3 separate regions of the Rattus norvegicus genome follow, and all the other regions are linked to region 2. The links are chromatin contacts, called in public Hi-C maps. All regions are on one chromosome and are shown on one strand. The core of a region is the stretch at or near the end of the contact, and the rest is flanking DNA. Distances in the headings are between cores, read along the strand shown.

Region 1 (3,118 bases), core at 17-2,516, 170 kb after region 2:
ACATATGGAGCGGAGATGGAAACTGTAAATTTCAAAATTATAACAGGAAAAGACAGTTCTCAAATCCACGTTGCATAAAAACATTATTAGTGTTGATTTGATAATCCCCAGATATTGTTAAATATTTGACATTAGAGCTTTACTATTTGGGAAAAAAGAATGAATTTTCTCAAGACTGGATGAGTCTCAGCTGGCTGGCGTGACTGTATGCATTCTGTGGTCTGGAGACGACACCGGAGTGCGTACAGGAACTGACCCTCCTCCGTGCACGAGCCCTAGGTTGGATGGCATCCGTCCAATAGGCTTTCCGCTTTGGTGTCAAGCTGATAGCGAATGCCCAGGAGTTGGCTGATTTTGAAAGTGGCAGGAAGTGAATGCCTGGGCATGGCACTTGACCCCGTCCACGAGGTACTCGAATGCAGTTATTGTAACTCGTTATCAGTTATTATGAGTCATTATAAGTGATGGCTGCCTTACCTCGCTCGATCATGAGGAACCCCCCAATGTAGGAACTGTTGTTCACAGAGGGAAACCCAAGGAAAAATAATAACTAATGAGCCACACTAAACTTACCACATGTCACATGATCGCTAGCCGTAAAAGCCAGGTCACTGCCCCAGAGCCCCCGATGACAATGGATTTTCATGAGCAGAACCAGCTGAGGGTGGCTAAGGGTGTGACGGGTCATTAACGAAGACTAAAAAATAAATATTAGGTAAAAATTAAGAGGCTGGAGTGACAAGTTTGAGGTTACTCAGTGAGGCAAGAGAGGGAAAGGTCCACTACCACATCCGCGGGCGGGCGTCACAGGCCTTGCTATTGTACCTTCTAGTTCCAGTCAACAACACACCCCTTCTAGGGGCAGTTTCTGGACTTTAAGAATGATGCCCACCTATCAATAAAGGCAACGGCACCAGAAAGAGGAACCAGAGGATATGCTTAGTACCTGGGGCACAGTCCCGAGACAGGTTAATTGGCCAAACTTTGTTTCACCTCTTCAGTACTCTAAAGAATGGAAGTCTAAGGAAGGCTGACAGGCTTAACAGCTACCCAGTAAAGAGCCTTTTACCTACCCTCCCAGGTCCCAACCGCCTGGGGCCAGCAAGGAGTTCCTGCCAGGCTGGAGGAATGGGGAGAGATGTGGGCGGACCTGGAGCCACTGCTGCTTTGCTGCAGGCTGGAAATGACATGCTAAAGTACAAGGCCTGCGTGAGTGAACTCCTCAGCCTACAGGCAGTCTGGGAAGAAATTCTGTCCTAGGCTCCCTGCTGCTCTTCTGGGGATCCAAACCCATTACTCTGGCTCCCATCACCCAGTCATAATGACAGTCTCTAGCATCAGAATTAAAATTTGCCAAACACCCACTTTGCTGCAAATAGAGAACTCATCTCATGTTCAGAAATGACCTCATGATTCATCTTTGACATTTCAGAATCATTTTCAAAGATTTCTATTAAGTCACAGAACTGAAAGAGAGAGAACAGTTGATTCATTATGCCATCTCCTTTCTCTGCCGCTTTATCTGAGGGTGGCCTGTTTTCCGATAATGGATGGAACAACAATAACTATTTGTTTGAAAGCCATATCCAAAACCTAAATTTTAAAATAAGATTTGTCCTCGTGGGAAACAATGGCATGCCCACCTGTAGACGTACAGACTTCTTTCTGCCCAGAAGACTGACAAGTGGGAATTTTTTTTTTTTTTTGGTTCTTTTTTTCGGAGCTGGGGACCAAACCCAGGGCCTTGCGCTTCCTAGGTAAGCGCTCTACCACTGAGCTAAATCCCCAGCCCCAAGTGGGAATTTTTTATAGTCCTGTTTCTCTTACGTTGCACCCAATAACTCAGAGCTATTCAGTGTATTTTCCTGAGTCAGGAGCCACTGAAATGAAAAAAAAAAAAAAAAAAAAAACACCACGAGTGTCAGCAATCATGACAAGCAAGGTCAGTAAGGACCACGACAGCCGGGGATGTAATTTGGCCCGGGACAAACCACAGCTTCAGAGATTTCTCAGGCACTGGACTAATGCACCATGTAGGAGAACCTCCCTAGACCCAAAGGTGGGAAAAAACCTTAGGTTTTGCTTGTGACAGAAGGCATGGTCTCGCTAGTGCCAGGGCCTGAAGCCACACGGCTGCATTCAGATCACCCTTGGAGCCAGGGTCTTGACTGTCATTTACGTCATTCGCATAGTTTCTTTGATGGGGAGAATTCTGGCAAAGGGTAAAACTATTGAATACTTGGATAATTTTTATTTTATCTGCACACCTGGGTTGGGATGCTTTGACACTGTAGGAATTGTGACTTGTCCTCATGTGGATTTATACTGACTTCTTTGTAGAAGACTAACTGGAGGGGACTTCTTAGGAGATCCCTTTGTCTTGGGCAATGATTTGGATTACTGAGATCTGATTGAATCAATCCCCACTACACAATCTAAATTTCTTTTTCATTGTCCAGCATATGGATTAGCATAAGGAACTTTCCTTCACCGTCTGCAAAACAGTTCAAATATCAAACAGCAGACACTTTAAAAGCACTGATTTAAAAGCACCTCCTTTCATATCTAGCCTTGAGCATGAGCTGTTTATTGGTCATCAGATTACGCAATGGTCAGAAACGCATTCATGATGTGCTCCAGCAACTGACTCAGAAATGCAGTGTCTCAAATATGTCCTGCAACACAAGAGTCATTAGCTTCCCTGTTAATGTCGAAGTCGGTGGTCCGGATCCTTCAAAATCTGCCTGGCCACAGAGCAAGCTGAGTGGCAAACACAAGATCCCTTGGAGTGAGGGGATACTGAGGGGCCCACTGATACCCATGTGTCCTGCTCCAGTGCTTAGCAAAGGTGACCACTGACACTCATGCCTCTTCCATTTCCACAGAGTTCCGGTGAGGAGGATTCCTTAAGCGAAGCAAGATTAGCTACCAAAGCACCTACAGCTAAGTGTGAGCCCAAACTTCCAGCCATTGATCAAACATCTGTCAAGCAGAAACACAAAGGCACCATGACACTAAAGAAGCCAGAGAAAGTGAGCCCCAGCAAACCCTCTGCAGGTGAGTGGCTTCCTTACTGAGATCCCAGTCTTAACAATGACAACAAACAGGTGGGGTTGAC
Region 2 (3,484 bases), core at 670-3,169:
TGAATCTAGAGTCAGGGCAAAGCCAATCAGTATGAATTTTCAGATATCTGGGAAATCACTATAATAAAAACAACATTCACACAGGTAATTCGATTTATAGGAATTCCAACATAACACACTAAAGTGTCATTAATAATTAAATACATCCTGGTGAACGCATCAGATAGTTCTGCTTTTGTTTCAGTTACACAGATACTCAATGTATACACATGTTATTTTTACATAGCTCATCTAGCTGTCTTTTGTTACTTTTGAAATTACAGTATGTTCTGACAATTTTCTCCAAACACAGATGTTCTTAAATGAAGTCACAGCGTTTTGCAGCATGTGGACACACACACACACACACACACACACACACACACACACACACACTTAGAAAGATGGGGTTGAGGGAAGGAGGAAGAAAGATAAGGAACAGTTGTTTCATTTGTTTTTGGTTTTCCCTCGAATCCCTAATATGATTTACCTGGTAAACGCTACAAGGAACACTACATTGACAGTGTCCATGTTGCTGCGTTTTATGCCAATTTACTGTATACCGTTTTTATCTTATCTCATCATCCCATCTCAACAGCTAAAACATACCAGAATATTCCACTATTGCCAGTCTCTGTAATTAGCCACTGCCATAGCTTTTGGCTCCAACCCTTCCAAATGCCTGAAAATTTATCCCTTTTGTTCACCATATTGTTTTGTTTTCCTTGTTCCACTTATTTTCACCTGTGTAAAAGCCAAGGCACGGACACAGATGAAAAATCATTCCCTTTGCCTAAGGATCCTGAGCACACAATTGTGGTCAGGATGCTTGGCTTGGTTGTCTTTTTTTGTTTGTGGGGTTTTTTGTTTTCCTGGAGAGAAGCAGAGAGAGAAGGAAAGACATCCAATCTTTTCCTAATGCTAATGATCATTGTTTATGTTTTCTGGGAAACATTTTAAACATTCCACACCTGGAACCGAGAGACAGGCTACAATTGCATGGGTGCTCTACCTGCTGATGACAAAACCTGAAATGATTTTTGCCCAATTTTTTTCTTTCCCATCTCACAACCAGACAATCTGCTTTTTTTTTTTTTTTTTTTTTGCTTTCACGTGGGTACTTTCCCTATGTCAAAAATCGCAGCTCCTCTCGATCTCCTACGACAGAATATGTAGCAAAGAGCCCTATTAGTCTTTTATTATAGTACACCTCCTTCCCCAAAGGAATTATTCATATCCCTAATAACACTTCTTCCATGCATTTCTATGCCACGGAGGCCAGCCTAGCCTGTGCCTTTACCTGGCACATTTCACAACTACTTTTATGCTGCATTCAGGGACACATTTTGCAACTCGTTCTGCACCACATTCCCTGCCACGTTTAGCAATCTGCCTCGCATCTCATCCCGGTCCCCGTCATCCAAGACTCTCCAGGTACCCAATACCAAGACTAACCTCGGTGACAGCCAAGTGGCAGACCCCAGGAGTCCTCCGAAGCCGCCCTCGATCCCACATTCAGAGGCAGCCTGCCTTCCCCACGCCTTCGACACCGGAGGCACTTCACTGCCCGTTTCCCTGTCTCCCCGCTCGCCCCAGCCCCAACCCCGCAGCTGAGGCGTCGCAAGAGAACGCCCCTGTCACCTCACCCTTACCGACCCTTCTTCCCTGCTCCTCCAGCCCTTACCTGCCGCTCTGAGGGGCGCGGCGCACCTCGGGGTCAAGCCCGCGTGCCAGTGGTCTCCGGTGAGGACCGCACGGCCCGCGGACGCCCCACGGAGGATCCGCGCCTCAGTCGGGCTCGGCGGGGCCTCGCGGCCGGCGAGCGCTGGCAGCCCGCAGCGGTCCTCCTGTCAGCGGAGGCGCGGGGACAGGCTCGCCCCTCAGCACCGCGGCGGCGGCGGGCGCCTCGCTCCGCCTCGCGCGCGGCACAGCCGGGAGGTGAGCGCGAGGGGGATGGGAACGGGGGCGGGGCCGCCCGAGGAGGCGCGCGGGGCGGCGGAGGGAGCGCGGCGCCTGCCGCCTGGGGCCCCGCGCTAGCGGCGCTCGCAGCTGGCCGCGCTGGGCGGGCGGCTGGCGCGAGGCGGCTGTGGCCAGCGGGCCCCGCCGGAGCAGCGCGCGCCCAGCAACCCGCGCCCGGCCGGCCGCTCTCTAGCGCCGCCGCCGCGCCGGGGGCGTCGCACCCTCGGAGGCCGCCCGCAGCCCCGCCCCCTCCGGGCCGGGTTGGGGAGGAGCGCGAGCGCGGAGGGAGAGCGCGTGCGTGGGGGCGCGTGCGTGGTGGAGCGCGCGCGCCCCCGCCCCCTGCCCCTCCACGGCCTGGGGGTGGGGAGGCGTTGCGAGAGAGGATGGTGGTGAACCCCCGCGCTGCGCTGACAGAGGGGGCCCTGGCGTTGCAGGACGTGTAGGCATTTCTGGTTTCCTCAGGGGGCTTGGGCTGGTGGGGTCGAAGGCATTTGGTGAGGAAGAGGAGAGGAAGCTCAAGAGCTGACAAGGCCCTGAAGAGTTTGGCCCCGCCCTCGGGATGATGTCACTCTCGAGGTGGCTGCTGCTGTCACGTGCGCCCACTTCTGGGGGCCTTTCCTCCTCCTTTGATAGCCCGAACGTTCCTCTAGACTGTCCCCCACTTTGGTCACCACAGGCACACGTGTCACTCAAAGTCATCGACGCCAACAAGTGTCAGTTATTCCTCTCCTGCTTCTCAGTGGCAGCGTGTAGACTGCTTTCAGGATGCCACCGTTGCCTTTGGAACAGGGATGGGAGGAAAAACAACAATGGCTTCGGGCGGGGGGGGGGGCGGGGGGAGGGTAGGGTAGGCGTAAGGATAATAGAGAGGAAGAAAGAAAACTGTCACCTAGAACAATTGCTGACAATTCTCTAACCTTAGCTTGCTAGACTCGGTAAAGTTGCCATGCTGCCTCTGTCATTACCAGCTTGAATAAGAACTAATGTGATTTCAAGGCACCCAGCAAAGAATAGAAAGTCATCACATTAAGACCCCATTGGAGGATATTCAGTCATGTTTCTCCCCAAACTCTCCGCCTAGATTTTCTTTAGCTTGCTTCCTTCCCTTCACACCCCGAAAACACCCCTTCAACTTGGCAGGATTCTTGGAGTAAAAAAAAATTTCCCCACGTGCTGCAAGATGATACAAAGCAATCACCGTTGCATATTTTGCTTGGGTGAATTTCCGTTCCATTAACTGAGATGACTTTTTCGTCATCTGCTTCCTAATGAAATGCCATGATTGGAAATAGATTCACAAATTGCATCAATAAAGGGCGTTGTTTCAGTGCAGTTTAGAAGGTGAAGATGTTGGTTGATTGGTTGGTTGGTTAGTTTGATAACAGTTCATCTGAGTCTACCCCAATCCCATAGCACTTTGTTGTATAATTTCTTCGATTTAAAAAAAAAATTGTCTCAATTTCAGTGCAATACCAAAAAAAAAATGAATATGAAGTCATATCGGAAAGCGAGCCATTCCAGTGAAAAATTGAGAACTCTGAGGTAG
Region 3 (3,551 bases), core at 428-2,927, 130 kb after region 2:
GACAAAATCAGAGTGCCTATTCCTAGAGCATCTCTTCCAAGCCAGCCGCCATCACTGCTTTTCTTTTCCCAACTGCATCCCTTCTCGTTCCCACGGCAACCGGCAGGGCCGCCCACGTGTGGACTCAGGACCCCCGGGGCCGCAGCCCCGCCCCACCCCCACGATCCACGTTCCCTCGCGACTAGCGGCACAAGCTCCGCGCGAGGAGGGAGGCCCGGTTGCCAAGGAAACGGGAGGACGCCAGGCAGCCGCCCCCACCGTCTCCACCCCGAAAAAGGCCGGAGGCCGCGGCGGACAGCTGCCTCCAGGGAGGAGAAGGAAGAGGGGCCGCTAGAGGGAGGAAGACGTGAGGCGTAGGGGAGGAAGAGGAGCCCAGGACCGGCCCCACGCACGATTGATGGGCGGCTCTTCTGCTGTGGGCCTACCCACCCGCTCCGCCACGCAGTCCCTTTAGCCCCTAGTGAGGGGCGAAAGTGCTGATCCCCAAGGTAACCGGCCCCCGCTCTAGCCTTCCCAGAACTGAGGATCAACTTTACCTTTTAAACTTAAGATTCTGAAGGGAAATCAGACCTCTTAGCGCCCCTCTCTTCTTCAGGCTGACCCCAGCTCCAGTTCGTTTCTACCTAAAAGGAACAGATTTAACTGGAGTCTAGACGGTTTTGCACACTGGTAGTTCCCCCAGCCACCCACCCCGCACAGCTACATTGGTCTAACAAGTCCAAGAAACAGCTTTTAAGTGTGAAAACGATGGTATTATTAATGGTAGAACCCAATCGCTTGTCAAACTTGTGATGTTCTTTTCATTTTTCCAATTACACAGTCTCTGCTCTGGGCTTAATAGTCCGTATGTGTTAGCTAGGTCTATCAAACACCCCTCCACCCCAACCTTTATTTCCTACGTTAAATTGGAACAGTCCCCCCCGCCCCCGCCCCACTGCCTCAAGCCCTCAGCCTCTGAAATATAGAACGGGCCTAAGTCACCAAACTTATATTCAACCCAAGTTTAAAAAAAAAAAAAACTAAGATTTTTTTTCCAAACTAAAATTGAAAAAAAAAAAAAAAGAAAACAAAACAAAAACCTGTAATTCTTGTCATTACAAATTAATTCGTTGTGGAAAAGTTTGGATTAAAGTCTTCTGAAATCCTCTCCCAAGCACCCAATCGTGGAAATGGAGGAATTTATAAACCTGATTGTCAGGTAGTAACAGAGCTATTTACAACTTGCTTCAGACGAAGCTTCAGCATAACGAGGTTAAATTTACCTTGTGTTTATTTGCCAAACTCAAAGACAGTATAGTTTTAATAATATTTCACAGAGAGAACACAGAGAGAAAATGATAAGACAGCTTATTTTAAAAGCACTTCTTTCCGGTCAGCGTTTTTGTTGTTGTTGTTGTTGATGATGATGACAAATACAGTCACAGAAAAGGAGACTTTTTGTACACAGGAATGTGCATGTGCATTTATATGTACAGACGTGTGGTGCGTTTAGAGACTGGAAAGAAACGTCTCCTGTTGCTCCTGTTCTAAGTCAGGGTGTCTCTGTCTGAATTCCCTAGACAGTTATGCCAGAGAGGAATTCAAATGTCACAGAGTTCTTAGAATATTCCTCATTGAAATTTCACAGACATGTGGAATTTTGGGGCCTGGCGGAGCCACTCCCTCTCCCTGCCTCACGAACCTCCTCATCCCTGGCCCTTACCCTCTCCTTAGCATGGCGTTTCACACGGATTTCTAAAAACAAAAGCTTGGTCCAGTGCTTTGTCACCAGAGGCTTACAACAGAGGTACGCATGATCATGCGTGATTTTCAGAACAAGAAGCAGTTCAAAGGTGAGAACAGAAGAGAGCACGGGTTATGATTTCAGAATCACGCCTTGCCCATGTTTTATTTCCTGCCCCCACACACAGCACTCTAGCGCCTGCCTATATCTGAAAAAAAAAAATCCTTGGCTTCAAATGGCCATCTGGTTGAGTAGGCCCACAAAAAGATAGTCTGGGAATTAAGCATCATTTTCCTCTGGATTTATTCCTATATAGTTATTTCTATTTCTTGTTTATTCTGGTCAGTTTTTCAAACTTGTAGTACAGCCTAAAATTCAAGTTCATCTGGAGACTTTTCCTAACCTGAGACAATCTACTGTCCCCTTGGTGTCTGTCTCTAATTCCAAGGAAACTGTTTAACCTCATAGGGTCTTGACAATAGTTAAATAAGAAAATACTTGTGGCACTGTGGTGTTTCAACTGTTTATTTTTACAGGGAAATGCAGTGTGACAGAGTTTGTGATGGGTGGGGGAGAGTCTCCTGGGCAGTGTTAAAGTTCTTTGTTTTGAAGATGATTGTGAAGTCAGGAAAACTTAGGAAGTCCTTTCAGTGATACTGTTTCCTGACTGGTCAGGCCAGGTTATTCCATGCCTCCTGACTAAGAACCTCCCTTAAATTATACCACCCCGAGGCCACGATAGATTAACCGGTTTAGCTGTGTTAACTTTGTACCCCATCTAACTGGACCATGGGCTGTGCCCTTGGCGGCCATGAATGTAGTTTCCTTATGAATCCTGGTGTTCTCTGCCCGATTGATACTCAGACAGGCTTCTCTTCCACAGGAGCAGCAGGGGGTCCATCTTTCTGTTTTTAACCACATCGTTTTTTTCTGAAAAAAGGGGGAACAGACTTCATTCTATGCAGGTACAAATTTATTTGAAAAGCTAAGTGTGATCTTTGAAAGTATAATCCATGAATGTCTGCCGAAATCCACCCCCGGCAAAACACACACACACACACACACACACACACACACACACACACACACACAAAATCTTTAGTGTGCCTTTACTTACCTCAGAATCCCTGTTACAGTCACGGAAGTCTGACCAACACAGTTGCTGATAAATGTTAGAAATAACAGATGAGGGCAGAGCCGCAGGCCTTTTAAAGTGCAAGATGGGGAACGGCTCACCCCAACCATCCTGAGCCAAAGGAAAGCAAGTCCAAACTGCTCTGAGCACTTAAGAGAACATAGCAAAGTGTGGTGTGTGGGGTGGTGGAAGGGTTCCATAGAGTCGGCTCAGGTTGGTTCTTACAGGACAAAGGTTGGTGTGTCAACTTGGTCCTTATCACGGGGAGAATATTAGCTAGTTTTAAGAGGGGAGTCACATGACCCTATTTAGAAGTTTTACAAACTATAGAACTATCTATTATAGTTCCAGACCCTAACTCGCAAAGACCCACTGTGTATCTTAAGTAAAATTCATCCCCCTGGGGACCCGGAAACCCTCCATGCTGCTCAGGAGTAAATGATAAACCTTGAAAGATTTCACAACTCCCAGATGAGATGCTCATGGGTCACCATGAGTCAGGCACAAGCTGTCGATATCTACTCACACCGAATAAAACGGAGGAGGGAAGAAAGCCACAGAGCACACACACCTGAGGGTTTGGTCAGTGACTGTCTCCCCTGCCATTCCTGAGGAGCTGAGAGCGTGCCGTAGTTAGTCATTAAAAATGTGTAACATTCCATGAAGGAGCTCCAGTGGACGATAAACAGGAAT

Evidence for each region. Hi-C and Micro-C count contacts between places; a contact is called where the count stands out from the background.
Region 1: a contact with region 2 is called in a Hi-C map of Schwann cells, with 8 times the contacts expected there. The contact joins the enhancer-like site here to the promoter of Tanc2 in region 2. A contact is called at or near these places in 3 of 12 Hi-C or Micro-C datasets (Schwann cells, frontal cortex and mammary epithelial cells).
Region 3: a contact with region 2 is called in a Hi-C map of frontal cortex, with 2.3 times the contacts expected there. The contact joins the promoter of Marchf10 here to the promoter of Tanc2 in region 2. A contact is called at or near these places in 5 of 12 Hi-C or Micro-C datasets (the Rat2 cell line, Schwann cells, frontal cortex and 2 more) and 1 of 1 datasets of contacts at active chromatin or transcription factors (oligodendrocytes).

Annotation. Positions count from the first base shown.
Region 1 is chr10:90,879,684-90,882,801 of GRCr8, reverse strand. It overlaps Marchf10 (membrane associated ring-CH-type finger 10), which reads left to right. Exons shown (of 12, transcript NM_001013973.1): 5 at 2,886-3,057. Among named protein-coding and RNA genes, the nearest start is that of Marchf10, 40 kb to the left of the region's middle. Within about 2 kb of position 1,266, at least 2 of the 93 cell types and tissues checked have an H3K27ac peak or open chromatin away from gene starts, as enhancers often do. A contact at or near this core is called in Schwann cells, where this site is marked.
Region 2 is chr10:91,051,502-91,054,985 of GRCr8, reverse strand. It overlaps Tanc2 (tetratricopeptide repeat, ankyrin repeat and coiled-coil containing 2), which reads right to left and starts at 1,919. Exons shown (of 26, transcript NM_001191653.1): 1 at 1,664-1,919.
Region 3 is chr10:90,919,560-90,923,110 of GRCr8, reverse strand. It overlaps Marchf10 (membrane associated ring-CH-type finger 10), which reads left to right and starts at 1,677. Exons shown (of 12, transcript NM_001013973.1): 1 at 1,677-1,832; 2 at 2,607-2,688. It overlaps LOC108352144 (a long non-coding RNA gene), which reads right to left. Exons shown (of 3, transcript XR_005490476.2): 1 at 1,263-3,551; 2 at 537-623.